Linked DNA regions of Mus musculus: region 1 is linked to region 2. Evidence: chromatin contacts called from public Hi-C data. All regions are on one chromosome and are shown on one strand. The core of a region is the stretch at or near the end of the contact, and the rest is flanking DNA. Distances in the headings are between cores, read along the strand shown. Region 1 has its middle 6.3 kb from the start of Gm11747. Region 2 overlaps Gm11725 (a long non-coding RNA gene).

The links. Hi-C and Micro-C count contacts between places; a contact is called where the count stands out from the background.
Region 1: a contact with region 2 is called in a Hi-C map of peritoneal macrophages, with 19 times the contacts expected there. The contact joins two enhancer-like sites. A contact is called at or near these places in 1 of 39 promoter capture datasets (pre-B cells), 1 of 484 Hi-C or Micro-C datasets (peritoneal macrophages) and 1 of 9 other capture datasets (liver).

The regions. Positions count from the first base shown.
Region 1 is chr11:118,458,113-118,464,467 of GRCm38.p6, forward strand. No RefSeq gene overlaps it. Among named protein-coding and RNA genes, the nearest start is that of Gm11747, 6.3 kb to the left of the region's middle. Within about 2 kb of position 1,274, at least 87 of the 459 cell types and tissues checked have an H3K27ac peak or open chromatin away from gene starts, as enhancers often do. A contact at or near this core is called in peritoneal macrophages, where this site is marked.
Region 2 is chr11:117,877,155-117,883,445 of GRCm38.p6, forward strand. The region is part of intron 2 of Gm11725 (a long non-coding RNA gene); the gene reads left to right. Among named protein-coding and RNA genes, the nearest start is that of Tha1, 6.8 kb to the left of the region's middle. Within about 2 kb of position 1,852, at least 151 of the 459 cell types and tissues checked have an H3K27ac peak or open chromatin away from gene starts, as enhancers often do. A contact at or near this core is called in peritoneal macrophages, where this site is marked.

The sequences.
Region 1 (6,355 bases), core at 24-2,523, 580 kb after region 2:
CTGGGCGTGCCCATGTACTCCTGTGATGCAAGTGCTGGGACTGATGGGGGTTCAGAGGGTAAAGAGGTCTGCAGCCAAGTCTGACAACCCGATCCAGTCCTTAGGATCCACTTAATGGAAGGAAAGAATGGACTCCTGCCCTCTGACCTTTGCCCGTGTGCTGCACTCATGCCCAAACACCACACACACAAACACACAAACACACACACACACACACACACACTATCTATCTATCTATCTATCTATCTATCTATCTATCTATCTGTCATCTATCATCTATCTATCTATGTATCTATTTGTCATCTACCTATGTATCTATGTATCTATCTATCCATCTGTTATCTATCATGTATATCTATCTATCTATCTATCTATCTATCTATCTATCTATCTATCTATCTTTCTTTCTTTCTATCTATCTATCTATCTATCTATCTATCTATCTATCTATCATCTATCTAACTATCTTTTTTTTTAAAGAAAGAAAGGTATTTTTCCTTGGTTCTTGCTGGCTTCCAGCCTGCCTGAACTACAGAGAACTCCAGTTTCAATGAAAGACTCTGAGTAATGTAAAAGCTCCATAAGAGAGGATTCCTCTTCCCCCTCCTGACAGATGATGGACACTTTTGTAGACTTGCATATTACACATATATACACACACACATACACACACAAACACATGCAAACACACCACACACAAATACACACATCACACACACACATGCTACACACACACCACACCACACACACACACACACACACACACACATGCCACATACACATGCCCCCCCCACACACACACAGGATTTTCTTTTCTTTTGAGAAGACATCATTTTAGGGCTAACAAGATGTCTCAAAGCCCTGAAACTTACTGGGTGGGAGGTTCAAACAGACTCTTGCAAACTGTCCTCTGATGTCCACTTCTGAGCTGCGGTGCCCTCCCCAGAAACACACATGTCCCGTCCCCTTCCCCCACATTCACCACACACTCATACAGTAAAAGAAAAACCACAGAGGCAGACATGGACCGCTGGTGGTGCGGCACATGAAGTTACTGTTCTGTGGGTGGGACTTTGGCTGTACAGGGTGGAAAGAGCTGTGGAGGCCAAGGGTGTTGAGAGCTGCCGCTGTCCTGGTGTGTTTATTGCATTTTCTGCTTCCACAACCATCTGGGGTTCAGAGCTAAGTTATTTGCAGCCCTGTCACGCCCCGTCACCTCTGGCCTAGTTCAGACTTCCCTTCCTTCCCGAGAGGTTGACCGTGAGGTCTGGTCTTTCTCATTGTGCTCACTCTGAACTCCACTGCTGCTGACCACTGGAAACCAGAGGGCAGAGGGCAGCACCGGGGGACATCACCAAGTCTCTCTCTCTCTCTCTCTCTCTCTCTCTCTCTCTCTCTCTGTGTGTGTGTGTGTGTGTGTGTGTGTGCTGTAAGCCAGCTCTGGAGAAGGCATTGAGGACACCATAGGGACAGAGTGACATCACAGCCTGCAGACCCCCTCCCCTCCTGTCTCATCTTTTCTCCCCTCTCTGCCTCTTCTCCCCTCTCCTCTCCCTTCTATGCCCATCTCCTCTGCACCGCCCCCCGCTTCTTCCCTACTTCCCCCACTTACACTGACTTCCTGTCTCCTCTCTTGCTCTCTCTTCCTTCCCTTATCCTCCCTGCCCCCTCCCATCTGCTAGTGGGACAGCAATGTCTACGGTCATCCCTCTAACCCCATTCTCATCCTTCTCTCAGGGACCCATAAGTGGTGTGTGTGTTGTCCTGTTATTCCTTGCTTCTTGTGTGGTCTCTGGATCTCGCCTGGCCACACAGCTGAATCACCTGTCCACCCCGTCAAGGCTGCCTGCAAGAGTGGCCATCTTGGTAATGATAAACTGAATGTAGAATTAATCACATAATCTATAAAACAGCAACTTTTTAAAAAAAATTGAATACACAGACTCCCTGGGTTTGGAGCTTGGAAAGGACAGAAATAATGCAGCAGAAAAACTATCAAAAGAGTATAATTCAGGCCCAATCAATATGGAATATAAATAAATAATAGCGACTCTTCACACTTGTGAGCTTGAGAAGCTGACGGTGGCCCCTAAAAAACCCACATCTCCCAATATTAGATAAAGAAGTAAGTAAAGAAACATCTGGGATCTCCCAATATTAGCGTAAGTAAAGAAACATCTGGGTAGTTTTAGAAATATCAAATGCAAACTGCAATTTAAAAGCTTCCACAAAAGAAATCTTTCAGCATAGTCTGTCTTTTAAAAAATATTTATTTTATCTTATGTGTAAGAGAGTTTTGCCTTCAAGTAGGTGCATTACGTTCCTTGCAGTACCTGCAAAAGCCAGAAGAGGGCGCCAGATTCCCCTAGCACTGAAGCTACAGTGGTTGTGGCGGACATGTGCATGCTGGGAACGGAACCAGGTCCTCGGTGCTTTTAAACGCCAAGCCTCTTCTCTGGCTCCAGTGCAGACTGTTATGTGAACTTACCAAGAGGTTACAGAAAAATGGTGATAATCTTGAACAAGCTATTCTAGAAAAGGGAACAGGGGGTCTCCCCATGTTTTACTGAAGCAATCCTAAGTCTGATGAGTTTTCAAGAAAGGAAAACTGCAGAGCAGTCTCTGAGTGACCTCAGAGCACTCCTGAACAGCACAGTCACTCTGAGGAAAAAGCACACATCTATGAGATTTCAAACCCGGACCCCTAACCTTAACCCAGTAAATAAATATACAGGCAATTCCACTGGCCTGCTCTCAGAGACCTAGCAACTGTTTATGTCATCGCTTGCGGTTGCCAGGTGTACCAGGTGAGTGCTGAAGATAAAAGGACCCACCAGTCACCCCAGGGCGCTCTCTCTCTCTCTCTCTCTCTCTCTCTCCATTCCTCCTCTCTACAGGTGTGCTCTTTCTCTGTCTCCCTGTCTATAGTGATCTCCCTGACCTCGTTCTCTGAGACCAGTGAACCCACCTGAGAACTGCTCCCAATAAGCCTTCTTTTATATTCTCAATTCGACTCGAATTGGCTTATTCCATCGGAGAAGAAAACCTACTAATACTCTCAGTAAACTGAGCTTATTCTATGCAGGAAGAACCTTCCTAAAGGCTCAGCTGATTAGAACTTCAGCGATTGCTGCGCAGGGGTTGGAATGTTGCAGCTCCCGGGTCTAATTGCTATTTGACTTAATAGCACTTCTTGACCATCTTTGTGTCTGACCTAACAGCCCGTTACTGTCAGCTACAGGAGGGGTCCACCTCTGAGCTACAGCCCAGTCACACCTGCCCGCTTCTGTTTGAAGCTGGTTTGGAGGATGGTCAGAGATCATTAAGAAGAGTCAGTGATGAGGGAAGGATTGAAAAGGTAGAGATGAAGCAGCCATTTATAGGTAGCTACCAATGGGGAAGCATGCAAGATTTAGGTAAAGTATAGGAGCTGATAGTTAGTGAATGCAGGGAGTAAAAAAATCACTATGTCAGGGCTGGCAAGACACCTCAGCGGGTAAAGGTGCTTGTAGCAAGCCTGGGGACCTGAGTTCAGTCCCTGGGTCCCCTGTTGTGGAAGGAGATTGATGCCTGCTAGTTGTTCTCTGACTTTCACAAAAGCAGTGTGGCACTTAAGGGCTCACACAGATACAAATATACTATAAACAGAAACATGACCCTTGAAATTAAACAAAACAAAACAAAACAAACAAACCACTATTGTTGGCATCAAAAGACCAGTTTTGCCAATGGGCTCCAAACTCAGAATGTCACACATAGGTGACACTGGTTGCTATGGCAACTACATACCTTCCCAGAGCCCACTTCCCACACTTAGCTGCAAACAGGTGATATCACAGCCCATATAAAAGATAGACTTTTCCCCTCCCCCATCCTTTGTTTTCTCTCTTTTCCCCTCTTTGTCCCCAGTAAAACCTCTTACACGCCTGGGCCTGGTGTGCTATGTCCAGGCACAAGCTGCTATTCACACATCAACTATACCAGTAGCAGGCAGGAAGTGACATTTATAAATAGATGCTGTGTTGGTTATAATTGATAGGAAACAACCAACCTCTAAAACCCAGTAGCTTGAAGGAGAAACAGTGACAGACTGCTCCTATTCACCACCCTCAGGTTGCTGGGCATTCACTGGCCCGGCTCCTCACAGCTTCCATTAGCTGGCAGGTCTGCTTCTGGGCGTCCATGATGACCCTAGGCTGGGACATCAGCTGCAAGGGAAGCTGCTGTCCCAGGGTGTCTGTGTCTGTGCCTCTCTGTCCACCTTGTCTTTTGTCCCTGAAGTCATTTCTCCATAGAGAGACCTCAGCACGGTGCTGAAGCAGGAGGAGCACAGGCTTCAAGGTTTCCCAAATATCATACGGTGGCTACCTCAGTCACATTCTTCTGACCAAAGTAAGTCACAGGGCCAGCCCAGAGGAGGGCTGGTGGGGGAAGATGCAGAGAACTTAGAGCCACGGCTCATCCCTCACAGGTCCAGTTTAGAATGTCATGGAGGCAATCTGGCCTGTGGGACCTCTATGCTCTAAACCAGGGTTTCTATGGCTTATGCCCTTTGAGGAGCAGACATCAAGACAGGAGGGGGTTGCATGAAGTGAATATGATTGGGATGAGGGGATGAAGGGTTTATGGATGAAAGGAGGTTGGCAGAGGACATTCAGAGGATGCGGGTTTGACACTTGAGAGATGGGGAGGAAGGAGACAGGCTAGCATGGCTCCCAGAGAGTCAGCCAGGCTAATGGAGGTCCTTGAGTTCAATGTGGACTCCCCATGGTCTCAGCTTGGCACCAAGGTGGATCTCAAAAGGCAGCCACCAGTGCCCTTAGTCAACTATTTCCTAGATGCAAGGGATTCAAGCGGTGGCATGCCCCCACCCTTCTGTGGAATGTAGCACACTTACTGTCTGTGAAACCCAATTGTGCAAAAATGGCACACCTTTCCAACCTGGGGTTTCACTAACATAAGCACATTTGTAACATAATCCCAGTAGAAGCCAGCTGCTCATTCTAACCCTTACACAAATCCCGGAGAGTCTAAGTAGCAGGCCTTTCTAAGTACCACTTCCTAAATCAACAGTTTAAAGCTGTAACACAAACACCTCCCGGTTTACTCAGGGACAAAGGAGCAGAGGGGACAGAAAAGAGTACCAGAGATTGGGCACTATGGATGTTTGTCTCAACAAAGGAAGAAATGAACCTCACCCCTCCCTCTCTCATTGTGCTGGGCTGGGCTGCGGCTCAGTGGTAAAGCTTTAGTTCAGGCACTGAGTTCTTTCTTCATCTCTAGTACACTGGGGGGTGGGGGATGGAGGGGAAGAGGAGTTAGGTACGCATAAAGCAGTGATAACCATAGCAAACGGAGAGAAACCCTAACTCCCGAGGAGGCGAAAGGCCCAAATGGAACCTTCGGGGCTGACAAGATGGCTCAGTGGGTAAAGGTGTTTGTTTGCCACTGAGAGAGACAACCTGAGCTGAAGCTCTGAGATCTACACAGTGGAAGGAAAGAATTGACTGCTGTAAGTTGGTTTTTGATCTCCACACATACATCTTAGCATGCATACCTGAACACACACACACACACACACACACACACACCACAAATAAACAAATGTGATGATAAAAAGAGCGGCGGTCCACAGTCAGGACTGTGGAATGGGAAGTACAAGAAGAAAAAACCGTGTAAGTATGACCTATACCTGAAATGGAGGATATGTCCTATTGTAGTAAAATTAAGGACCTGTTTGTCTGTCTGTCTGTCTCTATCTATCTATATCTATCTATCTATCTGTTTCTATCTATACTATACTATCTATCTATCTATCTATCTATCTATCTATCTATCTATCTACCTATCATCCATCCATCATCTATCTATCTATCTATCTATCTATCTATCTATCTATCTATCATCCATCCATCATCTATCTATCATCCATCCATCATCTATATCTATCATCTATCTATCTATCTATCTATCTATCATCCATCCATCATCTATATCTATCATCTATCTATCTATCTATCTATCTATCTATCATCAATCCATCCATCCATCCGTCTATTATCTATCTATCTATCTATCTATCCATCTATCTATCTGGTATGTGCAAGTGTGCAAGCATGCCACAATATTTATTAGAGGAGAACTTGGGGAGTTGGTTTTTGTCTTCCACCATGCGGTTTTGGGGATCAAACGTGGGTTGTCAGGCTTGGCAGTAGTGAGCCAGGTTACTGCTGAGCCATCTCACCAGCCCTAGCTAAGAAACTGAACAAAGTTGCCTTGTGCTTATGTGTCTGAGTGTATGTGTACACACCATATGCATTTGGGAGCCCATGAGAGGGGTTGAATCCCCTCAAAG
Region 2 (6,291 bases), core at 602-3,101:
CAGTTGAGAACAAGACACCCTTCCTAGGGTAAGGAGCCTCCTATAGAGTTGTCTCCTTTAGTCCTCTGCCTTGACCCTGGTCCCCAGGCTGACCCAGTCCCTCTTCCTCTCTGACTATGTCCTGTCTGCAGTCACAGGGTCACCTCACCCTGCTAGTTGTCTCCTCTCCCCACAGCCACTACTCTGGGCAGGGCAGGGTGACCTGAGTGTCTGCCATAGGTGACCCTTTTATTTATTGTTTATGTGTAGGCACACACATGCATGTATGTGCACACACACGGAGGCCAGAGGTCAACCTCAGTTGTTATTTGTCTGTCCTCCTTAATTTTGGAGACCGTGTCTCTTTCTGGGACATGGGACCCACTGATTAGGGTAGACACCAGCCATCAAGCCCTAGGACTGTGCTTGCCTGTCTCACCAGAGCGGGGACTTCTGGTGCTGGGCATCATTACCATTTCCTCCATGGGTGCTGGGGTGGCACGAGGTCCTCACGCTTATGGACTAACGCTTTCCCCACTGAGCCATCTCTGCAGCCACTCCTTCCCGACCCAGCCTCTTGACGAAGCCTGGGGCTTTTCACCAGCACTTTAGCCTTGTGATATTCTGTCCCCAAATGTACCTCTCTGCTTCCCTCTGTAGTCCTAGCATCTCCTGCCCGGGCCCTTTCTCCATCCCAGCCATCAGCAAATGCCCTTGGTCCTCAGCTTCCCTGTCTTTGGGTCTCAGCTAGAAGATTCTTCCTCTAGGGAGCCCATCCTGACACGGGAAGGACTGGGCCCTCTTCCTGGGTGACACAGTATTTTTCTATCCCACTGTCCAAGGGCCACACGTGCATATTTGTATCACCTGCTCTGTGCAGCTGACCCTGGGGCTTTATGTGTCATGCTCCATGTGCTTAGCCAAGTGCCTGATTCTGGGACTTGCTGAATGGCAGGCTGTGTGGCTGATGAGGGAGGGGCACATGGGCAGCCTGTGTGTCTCTGAGTGACTGACACAGGAGAGTCACTTGGTCCAGTGCCCCTTGACCTTTGGCCACTGGCTGTACACATGGAGAACAGGTGCTATGTGCCTCCCCAGACAGTCCAGAGAACATCAAGAGCAACCCACCCTCACCATCTCTTGCCACTTGAGGGAGGATTTTAAGAGACTCAGGCCAGGGTTTCTTGCAGGGAGAGCTGTCTCTGGGGTTATATCTGACTCCCTGGCACCTGGCCAGGCTGGTGCAGGCTCTTGGGTGTGGGCACGTGTGTGAGCACACTCTCACATGCTGAGTTCATGGTTCAGTGTGCTGTGTGTGCGTATTCCTGTAATGCTGGACCGCTGGCAGGAAGCGAGCTGTGGAGAGGCTGCTGGGAACCCGGCGGTCCCCTCAGAGATAAAGAGAGGCAGCAGATTGGAGCTGTAGATAGCAGCTGGCCCCAGTAAACGGGGAGAACGTCCTTCCCAGCCACTCAGCCCACCCCTCCATAGGGCACTGGTCCAGAGGAGACCAGGGACGCCACCATTACAGCCTGGGGGAGGGGTAAAGGCAGGTGCTAGGAGAGTGTGGGTTGCCGGCTGGGCTTAGCAGTGGGCAAATACTTGGCTCGTGTAGCTTCCCCGCCGCCATGCCAAGTTCCCCTGTCATGATGGAGGGCAGGAAAAGGGAGAGCAGTTCCCCCAAGTCCTCGCATGTCCCCTATGGGGATCCCCCCAGCCCACTCCCACCCCCTCACTCCCCCACCCCCCACCCACATATCAGGAAACCTAGCACTGTGCCCTGAGGGTAAGGAGTGAGCATAAGAGGGGTCACAGCAGGCAGGGTCGCTGTGCAAACCGAAGACAGTGGGTTTCAGTTCCTGTGAGGCTAAAGGGGCCTTATTAGCTTACTTCTGCATTAGCTGGCCTCCGCAGGGGCCGGGAGGGATCTGGCAGGGCTCTGTACAGAGTCTCTCTCCTGTTTTTCTGCTTCAGACATGAGATCTAACTCCCCTACCGAAAAGCACACAAGGCATATTTGTGCCGCACAACAAGCCAATTCGAACAGCAAATGAGCTCCCGTGTTGTGGCCACTCCCATCAAGAGGGGGGACCATGAAGCTGCTGTGGTGGTGGCTCAGGCCTGCTACCCCTGCACTGGGGCAGTGGCTGAGGCAGCAGGATTGCCATGAGACTGAGGTCAGCGTGGGTTACAGAGTGAAACTTTGTCTTTAAATGGGGAAAAAAAAAGTGGACCGTGGTCAAGGTTCCAGAACTATCCCCCTCCCTCCCTCCCTCCGCTGATCATCACCCAGCTTGTGTCCATCTCTCTAGACAGTTAACTGTGGCTGGATTTTGAACCATCGCCTAAGTGGAATCCTTGAGGTCAGGAGCCATCTTCCTGAGAGCCACCACCTGTCGGTCGGTTGTCCTTTCTTGTTTTGGGGAGGCCTTGTAACTTTCTAGTCCAGACCTAAGCTTTAGGGTGCCAGTTTTCACCTACCACCCCTTGGGTCCTGGGACCTGGGAGCAAGCCACCTGCCGAACCATCTCGCAGGCCCTAGGACACAGTTCCAGTCGGGAACCTTCAGCCATGTCCCGTTTCCTTTGTGAGTTGGTGTTGCTGCAGGGAGCATCCTTGTTCCTGCTCTGAGTCCCTCTGCTTCTGTGGCCTGGGGTGGAAGCACTGAGTCACAGCAGGCTACCTGGCAAGCCACCTCCCCAAGGGATGGAAGTGTGTTCTCCTGCTTCCCGGCTGGATGAGTCTTGCGTCATCAGACTTACTCCGGCCCTCTGGGCAGTCAGGCACGTGGGATGTGGGATGTGTGGCCTTGGGATGTGTAGCACCTTGCTTTGTGTCTGGGTCTTCTAGACTCCTTTTAAGTAAAGGGCCTGTCTTCCTGAGGACCAGCCAGTTAGCTTACATATGTTGCAACCTACTCCAGCTGGGAAATGTGTGTGCAATCCACTCTCTCCGGGGTTTGATCTTTCCTTGTATGGCGTTTATTCATCTTTTTTGGTTCGTGTGTGTGTGTGTGTGTGTGTGTGTGTGTGTGTGTTTGTGTGTGTATGCATGCGTTTATATGCATGCGTTTAATTTCTTTTAAAGATAAGTTTTCTTTACAAAGTCCTGACTCTCCCTGACCTCACTATGTAGACCAGGCTGGCCTTGAAATCCACCTGCCCATGCCTACCTGGTACTAAATTAAAGTCACACATCACCATGCCCAGCTTGTGATTGGCTTATGAGGTTCTCCTCATCTCCTCCAGATCACAGGGCTTCTCACCCATCTTCTTCTGCAGAGAAAACAGTGCATCTGAGTGTGTGACCTCATCATCTATGTGTGCATCTGAGCGTGTGTGCACTCACCATCTGCTATGTGTGCATCTGAGCGTGTGTGTGCACTCACCGTCTGCTATGTGTGCATCTGAGTATGTGAACTCCTCATCTATGTGTGCATCTGAGCGTGTGTGCACTCACCGTCTGCTATGTGTGCATCTGAGTGTGTGTGTGCACTCACCGCCTGCTATATGTGCATCTAAGCATGCTGAGTGAGCCATAGAGACTGGGAACACCAAAAATAGTACAGGGGAGTAGAGGTGACAGGTGGCCCATGAGCTAATGCTGGTGCCGATGTGGTGATTCTAAAAGGGGCTGGAGACTCTGTTGGCCATTGGTGAGCTAGGGTGCTGGACAAGCCACAGTCACCCAAACTGCTGCAAGCCATGACTTCTGGGGTCATTGTCACACATCCAAGAAGAGTAATGACTGGCAGGCAGCCGAGAAGCAAATGGGTCAGATGTAGACTTACAAGGAACAGTAGGAAGGACTCCTGCGGGAAGGAGAGGCTCAGAGGGAACAGGGCCACCGTGCTGCTCTGCCTGGTGGTCCTGTGACAGAAACGGGAAGGATAGAGATAATTTTACTGAGATTGGTCACTTGTGAGCATTTTTGCCAGCCAAAGCAGTGAGGAGACCACACACCCTATGTGTGCTCCCTTGGCCTAACTGGAGAGGCAGGCAGTCACGTGTTACACTTGCAGTCATGTGTTACACTTGCAGTCATGGGACTGGTCACATGTTACAGTCATGACCAGCTCATGATCCGGTCCTTCCTTCTCTTCCTGCAGAGAGTCAGCTCTATCCCACCCCATGTCCCCTCTGGCCGGACCGAAATGACCCTCAGCAACTCCTGCATCATCCCCTCCCCAGATAGCACAAATGCTAAGGCTACATGTCTTGGAACTGTAGTGTCTGTCTGATGTACCCACAGTTTGAGGTCCCTTTTGGGGTAGCACCACCAGGATCTGCCTTAAGGGGAACTCGAGGGGCAGCTTTGAATCATGGGAGCCCAGCAGAGAAGGCTTGGAGGAGCAGAGAGCACCCTGGGAATCCTGGAGGACTACTGTCCCTATGTGTGTTCTGAAAGCAGTCAGCCTCCAGGAATCTTAGATTGCATGGAGGGGGAGGGGATGGGATCCTTGAGATAGCACAGTCCCCACTCAGGGGACTATCTGAGAGGCTAGAGGTGGTAGGTGTTAAGGGCAGCAGAGTTTGGGAGAAACCTGGCCTTCCTGACCCCTACCAGCTGTGCTTAGAGACTGTGTGAGCGCCTGCCACTTTCCCAGGTGCCCCCATGCTCTAGCTGGCAGCAGGCTATGCTTTTGTATATTCCATGCTAGCTGTTCCTTCCAGGGCCTTGCTCCTCACTCCTGAGTTCTGCCCCTCCCTCCAAGACAGCTCATTAGTCGTGTGCCCCCCCCCCCCTCCAGTCCCCCAACAGAACAGCCTGCTCCTGGCTCCCGCTCACAACTCAGTGATCACAGGACAGCCTGGCTCCTGGGCTGCGTTTGACATTATTTACCGTGCAACTTCCTTCTTCTTCCAGGAACTTGTCTCTAACTTCAGGCGGCTTCTCATCAGGCAGCAAGACCTCTAATCTCTCACATCTCATTTACTGGCACCGAGCCTCGCAAGCTTCCTGCTACTGAGCCTGGACTGAGGTGCAGGGTCAGCACCCTGCCTGCTGAGATTCTCGATGCTCTGGGGCCCCCTGGGTCTCTCCTTTCAGATTTTCAGGCAGGAAGACAAAGATTCTGGGGAGGGATGGCCAGCTGCAGGGTGGGTTTGTCTCAGCAGCCCCTAGCCCAGTGCTGGGATCAGGAGTGGGGTGGCCTCTGGCCTTGGAGCTCAGGATCTAGCCCACAAAGTCAGTGTCTCCTCCCTCTGTCCCTGTGAACTTGGCAAAGGCCCCAGAGGGCATGGCTCTCTTGAGACCATCCCCTGTTTTCCTTGAATTCCCTGATTCTACAGCCTGGAGCCAGAGCCCAGTGGGAAAGCCTGGGAAGGTTTGGAAGCTGGGCATGAATGGCGGGTGTGGTCAGTGTTCCAGGCTTTATGCCTGCTGGAGATGCAGACTGGCAGGCCTGGCCTGGTTTCAGACCTAGTAGGCTTTCCAAGTCCCCTAGCATAGTGTGACATCTGCCTGCCCCTACCTAGGTCCTGAGTCTTTGACAGGCAGGTCTGCCTTACTTAGGAGCAGTGTTCTTGAAGATGTCCCCAACTTAGGACTGTCTGGACTTTGCTGTGGTGTGAAGCAAAACCTTCAGTAGAAATTGTCCTTGTCCTGATCTTTTCTAGACGATCAACATGTGACATGAGACTGTCCTAGCGGCTGGGTAGTGACTGAACCCCACAGCTCCCCAGCCGCGAGGAAAACCATGGTCCTCCTGTGGCTGTTTCTCCTGCTGGGGCTCACATTTGCCACTTTCAGTTTATGACGGGTCAGTGCAGCTACTGTGAGTGAAGGGCATGTATAATGCCTCCCAAATGCCTACTGTGTGCCCAATACATACTGGGCACTGGACACCTACGGTGTACTGATCACCCACTATGTGATCTTCTCTGTAGCTCTCCAGTCAGTCATCTCTCCCAGAGCCAGGATTTGAGATTTGAACTTCACGCTGCCCTTTTACCCTTTGGGGAGGAAGTTTGGTGTCAGGAGGAGCCACCCCTTTGTCTGTTGTCTCCACAGAACCTATTTCAGTACTGTTCCACAGACAAGTCTCACCTCCCCCCCTCCCCCGACCCCCCCCCCCCCCCCGGCGGTATGGCAGAGAGGATGGGTGTTGGCCATTGTTGGAGGTCACCGCAACCATCCCTCTTGGTCCCTAGATATATCAGCTGGAGTTGTTGTCACCATGGCAGGGTATGAGGAGCACGGGGAAGAAGGAAGCTAGTGTGAGCTGGCAGATGGGCTCATGCAGAAGGCACCAAGAACTCACCCCGGAATCCCAGGGACCAGCGGGAGTCCCAGGGGAATCTGCTAGGCCTT